Linked DNA regions of Zea mays: region 1 is linked to region 2. A link is a contact called in public Hi-C data. All regions are on one chromosome and are shown on one strand. Each heading gives the region's core, a stretch centred on a gene start, on an enhancer-like site or on the middle of the called end of the contact. The rest is flanking DNA. Distances are from core to core; before and after follow the strand shown. Region 1 holds the start of LOC100281554. Region 2 holds the start of LOC100383127.

Region 1 (6,183 bases), core at 1,867-4,366, 290 kb after region 2:
GCAGGAAGGACGAGGAGTGGTCGCTGGACCTGCGGTCGCTCTCGGTTGGTGCAGCCAAGACAGCGTTTGATGACTGGATGCAGACTGTCTCGGAGCGCTGGGCGCAGCAGAAGGACTTGCCAGAGTCCTTCAGCGTGTACACCGGATCCAGCACCCACAAGTTTGCGCAGGGGCTGGCAAGTGCTTTCGCCGCTCATCTGGACCAAATGGCGGTGCCATTCCATGCGAGCGAATCTCAAGCCGGCAGCTTCATCAGTTCAAGAGATGATCTGGTCTCTTGGTTGCAGATGAGCAGGTCGTCCGCAGTCGTTGCCGGATGAGGCGCAGTGGTTGTGGCTGCATAATGCTCCAAATTCCAAAGGAAAGAAGGGCTCAGTGAGCAAACTGGGTGATCATGCATTTGTTGGCCTGCAGTTTGTATGAAGAGAATTGGAAGTCTGAAACGCGTAGATTAGACGGTAGCACCAAGCCGCTCTTCAAACATTGGCTGATTGTCAGACTTACACTGCTGGTTCTGTTTCTGAAATTCAAATGCCACTTCTTAAATTCCATTATATCCTGGTGGAAGAATTGTATAGTTTTTCCTCCCTGCACACAATGTGCCGATTTGGCTACTACTAGTATAATACTACCGCCTTGGAAGTTGGAATTGACTACAGAGTTTCATCACAAATGATTGGAAGAGCTGCTATTTCCATTGATCTCGTGTGTGTGTGTAAAACAGTCTTGTTGAACAGACATGCCCCTTTGGTGACATATGAAACTGCCTAATCCTAACAACTAACCTATGATTAAATGGACGACATCATCTCTTGAAGAGATGGAGATGCCTGTTAGTGTACAGCCATCATTTCACAACAGATTTGACCCCACTAGATTTGTGTCCTTTTCTTTCTATTACTACAGAGATGGTTTAGTTTTGATTGGTCTGTTCTCTACACAACAAGTTTACATATAGAGCGGCAGGGCTGTAATGTTACAACTGCAACAGTTTTGTACCCAAAAAAAAATACAAGATGGTCATTAAACCGATAATAATAGCACAGGTGATGCACAGAAAATGCTTACTTACACTTCAGGGGAGCCACATTTGCCTTGAAATGCAATGCTCGGGGGCATAGTTCCACATTAAAAATTGCAAACAAGATGCAAATTCCAGGGTCAGTCAGGAATTAGGATGGTATCTTCATGCTTTGCTGGGTACCTATATAGTATTTCTCAAAATAAAATCATCTATTTTTTTTTAAAAGGCCCATATCAGCTATAAAAGTGGTATGCATACATGGGAGCTTGCCACAGTAGCATAAAATACAACGCAGTAACACACTTATCAACATAGCAAATACACAGATGATACATTGTTTTTGATGTCACACACGCAATCCTCCAATAAGTGATGATAATTCTGTAGATACAATGTGCAGATGAAAACTCTGAAAATTTGCCTACAAATGCAAATGGGATTGGATCTGGATTACAGCAACGCCAACATATGCTTTACATGCAAATTATGGCTCCACAGGGGGCTTTAGTCTAATCAACCTCCTCACTCTGTCTTTCTCCGTGTTTTCAAGCAACCCCTGGGATGATAAACACAATTACTCAGATAAAGTATGAATCTCGCGTCACAGCACATTTATATGGCACAACTTGTCTCCGGTTTAGTCGCATAAAAGAGTACAATAACCATGAGGTAGAGCATTGTTGTGCAACATTAGGACTGACATTTGGCTTCAATAATAAGCAAACTATACGTGAAACAGAACATGACAGACATTGGAACATCCAGCTGATATGGTAAGCATTATACCATACCCAGATTACAGGCACAAAGAAATATCCACGAGGCCAGAAAAACGAGTTGGAGATGTACCTTCCAAACAATCTCATCAAGGCACAAGCAGATCCTCCCGTATTTGTCAAGGAAGAGGCGCTCGGTAGGAGGTTTTGCACAAACATCCTTGACTGCTGATGTAATTGCAAAGATCACCTCAGCCACTAAAATGGCAGAAAACATTTTAGGTTAAAAACACTGTGAGATGGCAAACATTTGAAATGGAGTAGGACCAAAGGCTATCAGAAAACTGTGACTCACAAGCAAGCTCATCATATTCATCCTTGCCAACAATGTAGAGGCAGACATCCCCGACCGTGGTATAAACAATAGACACAGACCTGGGGTAGCATCAAGGATTAACATAAGGTATACATGTAGTTAATACAGTATCATTTGCCCCTAACCCTCTAGCATATGGAACTCGTACCACAGTTGATAAGCTGGGACTTGACTTGTGAACATCTTTCATGCTTGTTTTAGTCAATTTAGGGTCTGTTTGGTTTGCTTGCTGAATTTCATTGCCTCACCTCGCCCAGTAACAAGTTAAAAAAGAGGGGGAATTTCACGTAAGAAGAGGGAGAATCTTCATGGACTGGCTTCCACCAATTGGAAGTAACCAGTTAATAACAGTACCACAGTTTTTTTTCCTGGAGCTAATTCCCATCAGAGATGGGTTGATTTCTAAATAAAACCAAAATGGTCACAAGCATAATGATAACAATAAGAATGAAAAAGGTAAATTTGGTCTGTAGGGAGAGATGATCATGAAACGTACTTGTGGGAGGCAACGTGGAGCTCCTCGTTCTTGGACCCTTTGAGGTTCTCGGATCCGAGCTTCACCAGGAAGGAGCGCCAGTGGAGCCTCTCCTCCGCGGGAACCCCATGGAATCTGCGCAAGAGAGACGGTAGATCTCGTCAAGGGGGGCGAATCGAGATCAGATCTCAGCGGAGTGAGTGGAGGGCAAGGGGAAAAGTACCGCTCGACAAGGATGTTTCCATCGGAGTTGGCGAAGAGCACGGCCAGTATCATCCTCTCTCCGGCCTCTTCTTCGCCGATGGTGTCTGTGTGTGCCGGCTGGATCTTCAGCAGTAACGTAGGTGCGAAGCAGTTCTTTCGCCTCTCGGCGAAATGAATAGAAGGAGGCGACGGTGACGAGTTTGGGCTTCCTTGCTGGGCTATCAACTAATCGCCGCAACGGCCCAGCCCACTCTCTCCCTTTACTTTTCGTTTTTACATTTTTTTAATCTCTTTCCTTCCTCCGCACTCCGCCGCGCCGGCCAGTCGTCTTGTCCCCCTCGCCGCCTCCGTGCTCGTCTTGCTCCTTCTCGGCTCCCCACCCCGCCACCTCGTCCCACCCCGCCCCTTGGGTTGAGTTGAGCTACTCAACCGTCAGTCAATTCCTGCACCTGGCGTTGGGCGGGTTTTCATGGGGGCAGCATAAAAGCCTCTTCGGTTCTTCCCCTAGCTCTGCCTCGCGGCAAGTCCCCCTCCGCTACGTTCGCCATGGCTCGCAACAGGGTGCGTTCTCGTCTTACCTCCATTGCTTGCGCATTAAATGCATTTCCCTGTTTCGACCAATCACACCTTCTAAATAACGCGCCACACATTTGTTTGGCTTCAAAAGAGAAAAAAAGGCGGTATTTGTCCCTTGTCTATGCTAGGGTTTTATCTAGCGGGAAAAACATACCTATGCTTCTGAATCCATTCGAGTTTGGTCCCGCAAGTTAAGTTCTCTGGCTGGTGATGTTTGTTTGCCTGGACTGTACACTTTAGTTGCTCCAAGGTAGTAGGCTAGTAGCTTATCTTAATTTGTGTCGTGAAAATATGTTCTCTGTTCGCACTGCATACATGATTGATTCCCCCACTGCTACGAGTTCAACTAGTGATTTTTAATTCAATGTGTAAAAATTTACTACCTCATGCTCTACAAGTCTGGATAACATACATGTTATGTGACGTAAATAGATATCAAATTGTTCCTTCTTATCTGTCTTATCTTTGTCAGGTTTATATGATGTAAATGGGTCCTTCGCTCCTTCTCTTTTCGGGACATTTCTATAACTTCTTTTTCAACTATGCACGGAATTGGCTTCCCATTTCTTCTCTTAGTGATGCCTGTGCTTTTGCTAATTATGTAATCATTTCTTAGGAAGTGGTGATTTTGCTGTTGGATGTTGGGCCTTCGATGCATGGAGTGCTGCTAGAGGTGAAGAACGTATGCTTGACTCTTGTGCATAAGAAGGCAAGCACATGTTCTTTCATGCATCATCGGGCTTCCTCAATTAATCCTACTTCCTATAGTTTTGCGAGCAAACCATCTCAGATTGATAGCTATTTCTGCAGCTAGTTTATAACAGGAGCGATGAAGTTGGTATTGTCCTCTTTGGTACTAAAGGTTAGTTATTTATAGTTGCATCAACTGTTTCTATTTGTACCCCAAATCGTATTGATTTATTTGGTTTTTGGAAACTATTAGCTGAGCCTTTTTTTTCTTGTTTGTTTGAAGAGGTTTAAACTGGTTGTCATCTTGTAAGCAGTTTATAACCATTTGGAACGAATTTAGATACAATTTTGACCAAACAGAACAAAACTGTGTTCAATGATTTCAAGTCGTGCCTGCAATCCCAGCACCTCTGCCTCCGCTCCAATGATTTCAAGTCGTCCGACTTGCTAGTCAATACACTTGGCGACTAGACGACTCATCACGATTAGGTCAACTAATTGGGTTCGGGTCACAAGGTCACAGGGTCACAGAGGGGAATTCAAGAGGGGGAATAGACAAGAGATCAACAGAGAGATGAAGGTATCGTCGGATGATGAACTCATCTTGCCGCTGCGCACTTCTATAGGTTGTTGGGCTGCCGCTGAGGAGGAATAGGGTGACTGGGTGAGCCAGTGACCTGAACCAGACCACTGAGCTGCCGAGGAATAGTAGAGGACAGCCACCGGTGTTGAACAGGGAGAGAACCAGAGAGGAGAGCAGCTGCCGGAACAGGGAGAGCAGCCGCCGGAACAGGGAGGGAAAACAGCTACCGATACGGCATACTGCAGCTAGCCCGCCGGTTTCATTAATTCCACACGTCCGGGTATGGTGTGTAAGATTAACGTCTCTTTGTATGGCACTGGACTCCTTGAGCACGCTGTCGTCGACGTAGAGGATGAATTAGACGGTGTCGTCGTCGCGCCGAAAAATGAACTGGAACGTGTTGGACTTGTCCTCGACAAAGCCAAGGGAGACCAAGTAGGAGGTGAGGCGACACCGTCCATAGGGCCTCTTCCTTCACCAACGCCAATACGCCATCGACGTTCTAGAGCGGGCTGACATAACCAACTGCAAGCCTTGCTTCACACCTATTGACAGTTAGGCGAAGGTCTCTGACGACAATGGTGCCTGATCGGCGACTAACGGCCTAACGGAGCCTCGTCAGGGCTCTCTAGACTCCAGTATCCCACATTCACCTGGCTTGACATCGCCTATGCGGTCCAGGAGGTGTGTCTTCACATGTACATCCCGTGGGAGCCCTCCCTTTGCAGCATCCTTTGCTACTTTACGACCTTCCTCGACTACTTTGCGGTCCAAATTCTTCGCTACTTTGCGGCATCCTTGACTACGACCTTCTTCGGCCCTCTCTGACTTCTGAGCTAATTGTCTACACCGACGTGGATTGGGTTGGCTGCCCCGACATGCGTCGGTCCAACTCTGGCTACTCTATGTTGGTGTTTGTTTCAACTTATTTTCAGCTTCTGCCCGCCAGAAGCTATTGCGGACTACCAAATGCCCCGCTTTTCAACTTGCTTTTGTGAGAATCGTTTTGGTGAAAACCGTCCAAAATTAATGTGAACACAAAATCGGTCGAGTCGTCGCAATAGTAGGAATCCGTCACTTTCTAGATTCTAAATCCTATGGACTCCATCTTCCTCCGCACATAGTCCACACAATACTCGGATTCTTCTTAGCCAGATTCTCCCCACAACCAGATTCTCAGAATAGCTCGTCAGAAAAAAGCTAAAACAAACAGACCCTATGTTCCTAGGTGTCAATCTTGTCCCTGGTCCTCAAAACGTTAGCTTATCGTCTTTTGCTCCCGCGCTGAGGCTGAGTACCGCCCTATGGCCAACGGCATGCCGAGGCGTCCTTGCTTTGTCAGCTACTCTAGGAGCTCCACAACCCCCTCGAGCATGCTACACTTGTTTATTGCGACAACGTCAGTACGATCTATCTCTTCACCAATCCCGTGCAGCACCAGTGCACGAAGCACATGGAGAATTGGAGATCGTCCTGCACTCCGTCTGCGTGTTTTCGCCGTCGGTGATGTCCGCGTCCCGACCACTCTTCACCAAGGAG
Region 2 (5,689 bases), core at 3,111-5,610:
TGTCACTGGTTCATATGATAGAACAGTATGTTTACTCCTAAGAACTTAAAATGATTTCATACTCTATATATGTATTTGTATTCAAATTCAGTGACGCATATATAATATTTTTGCAGGTAAGGATTTTTAATTATCTTGGAGACCACAGCAGAGAGATTTACCACACCAAGAGGATGCAAAGGTTCTTCTTTGTTCCTACATTATCTGTTAGTTTTCACTTGTTATTTCTAGTTGCTGTTGGTGCCTTCATTTTTAGACCAAAGTCCAGAGTTGGTTCCTTATACTTTAACATCAATCACAACAACAAAACAACGACGACGACAAAGTCTTTTAGTTCCAAGCAAGTTAGGGTAGGCTAATCTACCCAAAGGCCCTCGCGGCGCCCCTGCTCAGGCGACTCGGGCGGCGCCAACCTAAGCCGTTGTGTCCTCTCCCTCTCCTCTTTGCCTCGCCATCGTCGGAGCTAGCCGACGGGATGCTCGCACAACTCACGGTGATGGTGGCGGCGGGGCGATTTGGCCGGCCCCCATGTCGCCTCGGCTCCTTCCGCGTTGGCGAGGGAGAGTGGCCTGACGGCGGCTATACCTGCTCGCGTGGTTGGCCCGCGGCGTCGATTGCACGCTCGCGTGGCTAAGTTGCGACAGCGGCGGTGCACGTGTGACGAGGGCCGCGAGGGCCATGGTTTGCGGTGGCTCTGCTGCTGCCTGCGACGGGTTAGGGTAGGCAGGGCTCGAGATGGAGGGGTGGGGGCGTGGTCTTCATGGGGCGGTGGACTTGGCGGCTTTGGTCGGCGCTTCTCAGTCGGTTGGAGGCTGGATCTTGAGCCTCCCCAACCAGATCCATCTCTCCACTCTCGTTCGGTTGGTGGGTGACTGGTTCCGAGCGATGAGACATGTGGTGGTTAGTCCTTCGGTAAAAGCCATACCTGCCTGTGGGTGGACGGCGGTGACGCCCGTGGGCGCCACTCCTACCCTATTGAGGGTGTTGTCCATGGATCTCCCATGCCCTCCGTGTGGGAGTCCTAGCCTCATCCATCTTGGGGTTTCGCGTTGGTTGGCCGGCTGACATCGGAGCTCTGGTGGTTGGGACCTGCTAGGTTGGTTGCCCCTACAACCTTCTCCATGGTGTTGGCGATCATCGTTGCTCCGCTGGGTCTTCGGAGAAAACTTTGCCTAGATTGTTCTAGGCGGGCGGCAACGACGATTAGACTTCGTTTTTCCTTCTTGAAGGCGTTGTCCAGAAGACCTTCTATTTGTGTGATTGTCGGCAAAGTGGAGGCCTTTCGTCACTCCGCTTTGCTCGGTGGTGTTTGGTATTTGTTGCTTTGGGCGTCTGCTTGCTCTCGGTGCTCAGCGTTGTGGCTCCAAGCTCGTTGGTGAAGAATCGGAGCTGCCTCACGTGGGGTGTGTCGATGCTTGACAACGATGTCGTACCACGGTCTTCCTCCTTGTGTGTCGATGTTTAGTTGTAAGCTTCGTCGAGTTCCTTTGTTGGTGTGCAGCCCGTCTTGGGAAGTCAGAGCCGCGTGTCCCTTGTGTTGAACTTGGCAACGATGACTGGATGGGCTTTGTGTGGGGGGCTGCGTTGTCTGGGTTGTTTGGCGTCACTTCTTCCACCTTGCTTTGATTTTATAGCTAACATCTTCATCAATCTCTATCTCTCTATAACATTAATCCTAAATACTGAAAGGTATCTTTCCTGGACACTACTTAACCTTCAAAACTAACATCTACTTTCTCTTGTGTGATAGTGCCAGTCACATCTCATGTATCCGGTTTTAGTTCTACCAAGCCTAAAACCTTTAGACTCTAGAGTCTCCTGCCACAACTCTAATTTTGTATTTACTTTTGCCCGACTTCCATCAATTAGCACTATATTGTCCACAAGCATACACCAAGGGATATCCTCTTGTATGTCCCTTGTGATCTAATCCATCACCAGATCAAAAAGGTGAGGGCTCAACGCTGACCCTTAATGTAGTCATATTCTAATCGGGATGGCATTCGTGTCCCCATAACTTGTTTGAATACTAGTCACAACAACATTGTTGTACATGTCCTTGATGAGTCCAATGCACTTTGTTGGCACTTTATGTTTGTCCAAAGCCATCACATAATATTTCTTGGTATTTTGTCGTAAGACCTCTCCAGATGAAAACCATATGTAGGTCCTTCTGCTCCCTATACTAATGTCTTTCATGTTTTATAGTTGAACTTCAATCGCTGCCTTTTTTATGAGACCAATTAGCCCTCAAAATCTCTATATGATGTTAAACTCAGTGGTCGGTTAGTGTGAGGTCTATTTATGTTGATATAGGTCAAGGTCAACGAATGGAGGCATGGAACATGCTTTAGCTGAATTTTGTTTTCTATATAGTTTCAGAAAGTAGTTTAGTTTAGTTTAGACGAGTTTATCATGTTTACATTATACGCAGCTTTTTTCTGAAAGATAATTACCTTCTATTTACCACGAACATTTTTTAAGATTCTAATCAATTTACCATACTACTATGAAGGGTGTTTTGTGTGAAGTACACCTATGATGGGACCTATTTAGTCTCTGGCAGTGATGATACAAATCTTCGTCTGTGGAAGTCCAAAGCTTCAGAACAACTTGGAGTTGTAAGTTTTTTAATCTATTCAATGTTTTGAAGTTGCTGTTGTGTTTTGGCATGCTTGTTGCCTGCTGCTGTTTAGAGTCAAGCCGAAATCTGGTGGTTAGCTATTTTGGTCAAGATAGCGTCTGGTTTCTCACTGTGGATGCTCTATGACTTAGCAGTATTGCAATAGCCAACTGTGTATGCCCTGATTTACTTCCTAGATTATCAATGCCTTAGGATTTTTTTTTGTTATTTTATAGGCAATAATTTTCATCAGTTGTACTTACCACTATTGGAAGAGTTTAAGAACGTTTTGCTGTTGACTTGTTGTATGTGACTGAGCAAATATGTTGTGCAGCTTCTTCCACGGGAGCGCAAAAAGCAAGAGTACCAGGATGCTTTGAAGGAGCGGTACAAGCATCTCCCAGAAGTCAAGCGGATTGTAAGGTAAGCTATGGTGGTGTTGCCTCCTCTGCCGAGGCATGGGGAAATCAAAACTCTCTCTTTTTCACAATCGCATTGATGTCTCTTACAGTACAGGGTATATATGTATGGCTTTGTCGTTAATTGTTATTACAGGCATAGACATCTACCGAAGCCAATCTACAAGGCAGCCAACCTACGGCGTACGATGATCGAAGCTGAAAGCCGTAAAGAGGAAAGGAGGCGAAAGCACAGTGCTCCCGGGAGCATGCCTGTGCAGCCCTTCAGGAAGCGGAGAATCATCAGAGAAGTTGAGTAGACATGCGGTTTGCATTGCATGGTCGTGGTACACGTTTGTGTTTCTGAGGCGATGGAGTTGAGAGAATACATGATGTTTCCTTTGGGAGTTGAGCTCCAGTTTTGCCTTTCGTACTACATATATGTGCTCCATCAATCAGTTTGTTTGACTAGTTATTATTGTGTATTTGAAATACCACACAAAATATTCATATCGTGCCATTGCATTGCAAGACCGTGAGCAATCCGAATTGAAGGTAGGACGTTTTCTCATGGAAACTGACGCTTGATGACTGAAATTGGGCATTCAGTTTCAATGAACGGGAAACTGGAGAGGCATGGCATCCATCTATAACAGCAAGCACATTCATGTTTTTGATACAAATGTCCATTCTGCATCTCGTAAGGATCTTTTGTCTAAGGTTAAAACTTATTATTAGGTAGAAAAAGTTAGATAAACTTGGGGGGGTGCAGTTTTTAAAACCATTTTAATGCCACAGTCCAATAATTGCCATGCATAACTATGGTTTTGTTTCAGGATTGAATCGAAACGTCTGTTTGGTGCCATGGTTTTTTTATTGTCATCAAGTTCCATTTAAAAACCTGTTTACCGATGATCATATAAATCATAACAGTTCATATAGACTAAAAATAAAGAAGCGTGCGACAGAGAAGTCGTTTCATACTCGCAGCGAAAACTTTGATCCATACCCCGAAAATAAAATAATGTGGCATTGTTAAAGCCAACCTTTAAAACTGTAGTATTCTTAAAAACCATAGTATTATCTTGGGAGCAATCCATGAGAAGATTACTAAAGCGTGTTTTCAAACGGCTTTCTGTCAGCTGCTGCGCCGTCCAATGTTGGTCCAATCTTGTCGTATATACATGAGTTTTATTTATGATTCCTTTTGTCAATCAATTAAATTAGAAGGAAAAAAAAACGGTCGTCGATGGCAGGCCATCCGTTGCGTGGTCCACTGGTCAGAGGGCCCGTCTGCTATAAATGAGCCACGCCGCCTGTTAGATTGGCGGCAGGCAGACGCAGCACCAACAACAACCTCCTCCTCCTCCTAAGAATCTCTCATCTGAGATACAGACAGATTAATCAACGCCCGCACCTCCTATGGGCACGACCGGCGACGCTCCGGCTCCGGCGGGGGATCCGCAGGACCGCCACCGTACCCACCCCCCGGCGACGAAGCAGCGGACGACGCTGGTGTTCACGTACGGGACGCTGAAGCGCGGCTTCTCCAACCACCGCCTCCTGGAGGAGCTCTTCGCGAGCGGGGACGCGTCGCTGGTGGGCCCCGCGGTGACGTCGGCGCGGCTGCCGCTGGTGTGCGGGCCGTACCGGGTGCCGTTCCTTCTGAACCTCCCCGGCGCCGGCGCCGGGGCGCACCGCGTGCGCGGGGAGGCGTACGCGGTGACGGCCCGCGGGCTTGCGCGGCTGGACGAGCTGGAGGGCGTGGAGACGGGGCACTACGAGCGGCTGGCCGTGGCCGTGGACCTCGAGGGCGGCGGCGCGGTGGATGCGATCGCCTACTTCGCGCACCGGAGCTACGCCAACGACATGTGGCGGCGCAGCGGGGAGAAGGGCGTCCCCGAGTACACCCACGGCGTGGCGGCCGGGTATGTCCGGCGCAAGGACCGGCCGCAGGGGCAGACGTTCCTGGAGCAGATCCGGATCTTCAATTCGTCTCCTCCCAATCCGCTTAATAATCCCTCCTAGCTCGCGCGCTGCCTCAACTCCTTCAATTCAAGTTTCTCCGATCCGTGTCATACATGATTATGGGATGTATGTGGTCAGATCGAGAAGGTGTGTTATATTTAATCTAGACATGGTCTATATTTTATTTAATTATGTCAAATAAATTTTGTTGTATTGGGTAATTTGGAAAGTGGACGGCATTGGGTCCTTCGGAACTTGTTCGAGAGCTTTGGGGGCCGTTGAGCTCTTCCGTCGACTGTGCTATAGCCGAAATTATGTTTGATTGGTGTATAAAACTGGGGCGACGAGGGTTGTGTAAGCGTGTAATTAATCCTTATGGTCACAATCTATAAAGCTACTACAGTCAGGTCTATAAACTACTACAGTTCTTGGCGGAAGGGTTTAGGTGTTAAATATGACATGATCATGATCTAAATGATCAGAAGTCTACTTATACACTTAAACCTAGTAATTGCTTACATAACAGTCATTGCCATAAAATAGATACATGAGCTAGATTAGGTCTTGTTTGGGTTTGAATCGGAGGCCAATCCAGTTCTAAATTTAACCTAGTAAAAATCTAGAATCTTTTTTTTTTCATTTTCGGTTAAGTCCATTGAGATTCTAGCCCATAGATTTAGATTTTTTTTTAAATCAGAGG

What was found. A called contact is a pair of places that touch in the nucleus more often than the background predicts.
Region 1: a Hi-C map of leaf shows a contact between it and region 2, with 5 times the contacts expected there. The contact joins the promoter of LOC100281554 here to the promoter of LOC100383127 in region 2. A contact is called at or near these places in 7 of 25 Hi-C or Micro-C datasets (ear, endosperm, leaf and 3 more).

Annotation. Positions count from the first base shown.
Region 1 is chr1:306,408,659-306,414,841 of Zm-B73-REFERENCE-NAM-5.0, forward strand. It overlaps LOC100281554, which reads left to right and starts at 3,117. Exons shown (of 12, transcript NM_001397579.1): 1 at 3,117-3,356; 2 at 3,988-4,080; 3 at 4,182-4,233. The coding sequence starts at 3,342. LOC100193319 reads right to left here and starts at 3,026. Exons shown (of 5, transcript NM_001138456.1): 1 at 2,815-3,026; 2 at 2,613-2,726; 3 at 2,096-2,175; 4 at 1,874-1,998; 5 at 1,310-1,580. The coding sequence starts at 2,867. The coding sequence ends at 1,509. It overlaps LOC100191385 (salt-inducible protein), which reads left to right. Exons shown (of 1, transcript NM_001136819.2): 1 at 1-668. The coding sequence ends at 320.
Region 2 is chr1:306,114,927-306,120,615 of Zm-B73-REFERENCE-NAM-5.0, forward strand. LOC100383127 reads left to right here and starts at 4,361. Exons shown (of 1, transcript NM_001175793.1): 1 at 4,361-5,208. The coding sequence starts at 4,444. The coding sequence ends at 5,049. It overlaps LOC100273845 (protein SOF1), which reads left to right. Exons shown (of 17, transcript NM_001148244.1): 13 at 1-25; 14 at 117-181; 15 at 2,516-2,621; 16 at 2,958-3,046; 17 at 3,179-3,591. The coding sequence ends at 3,341.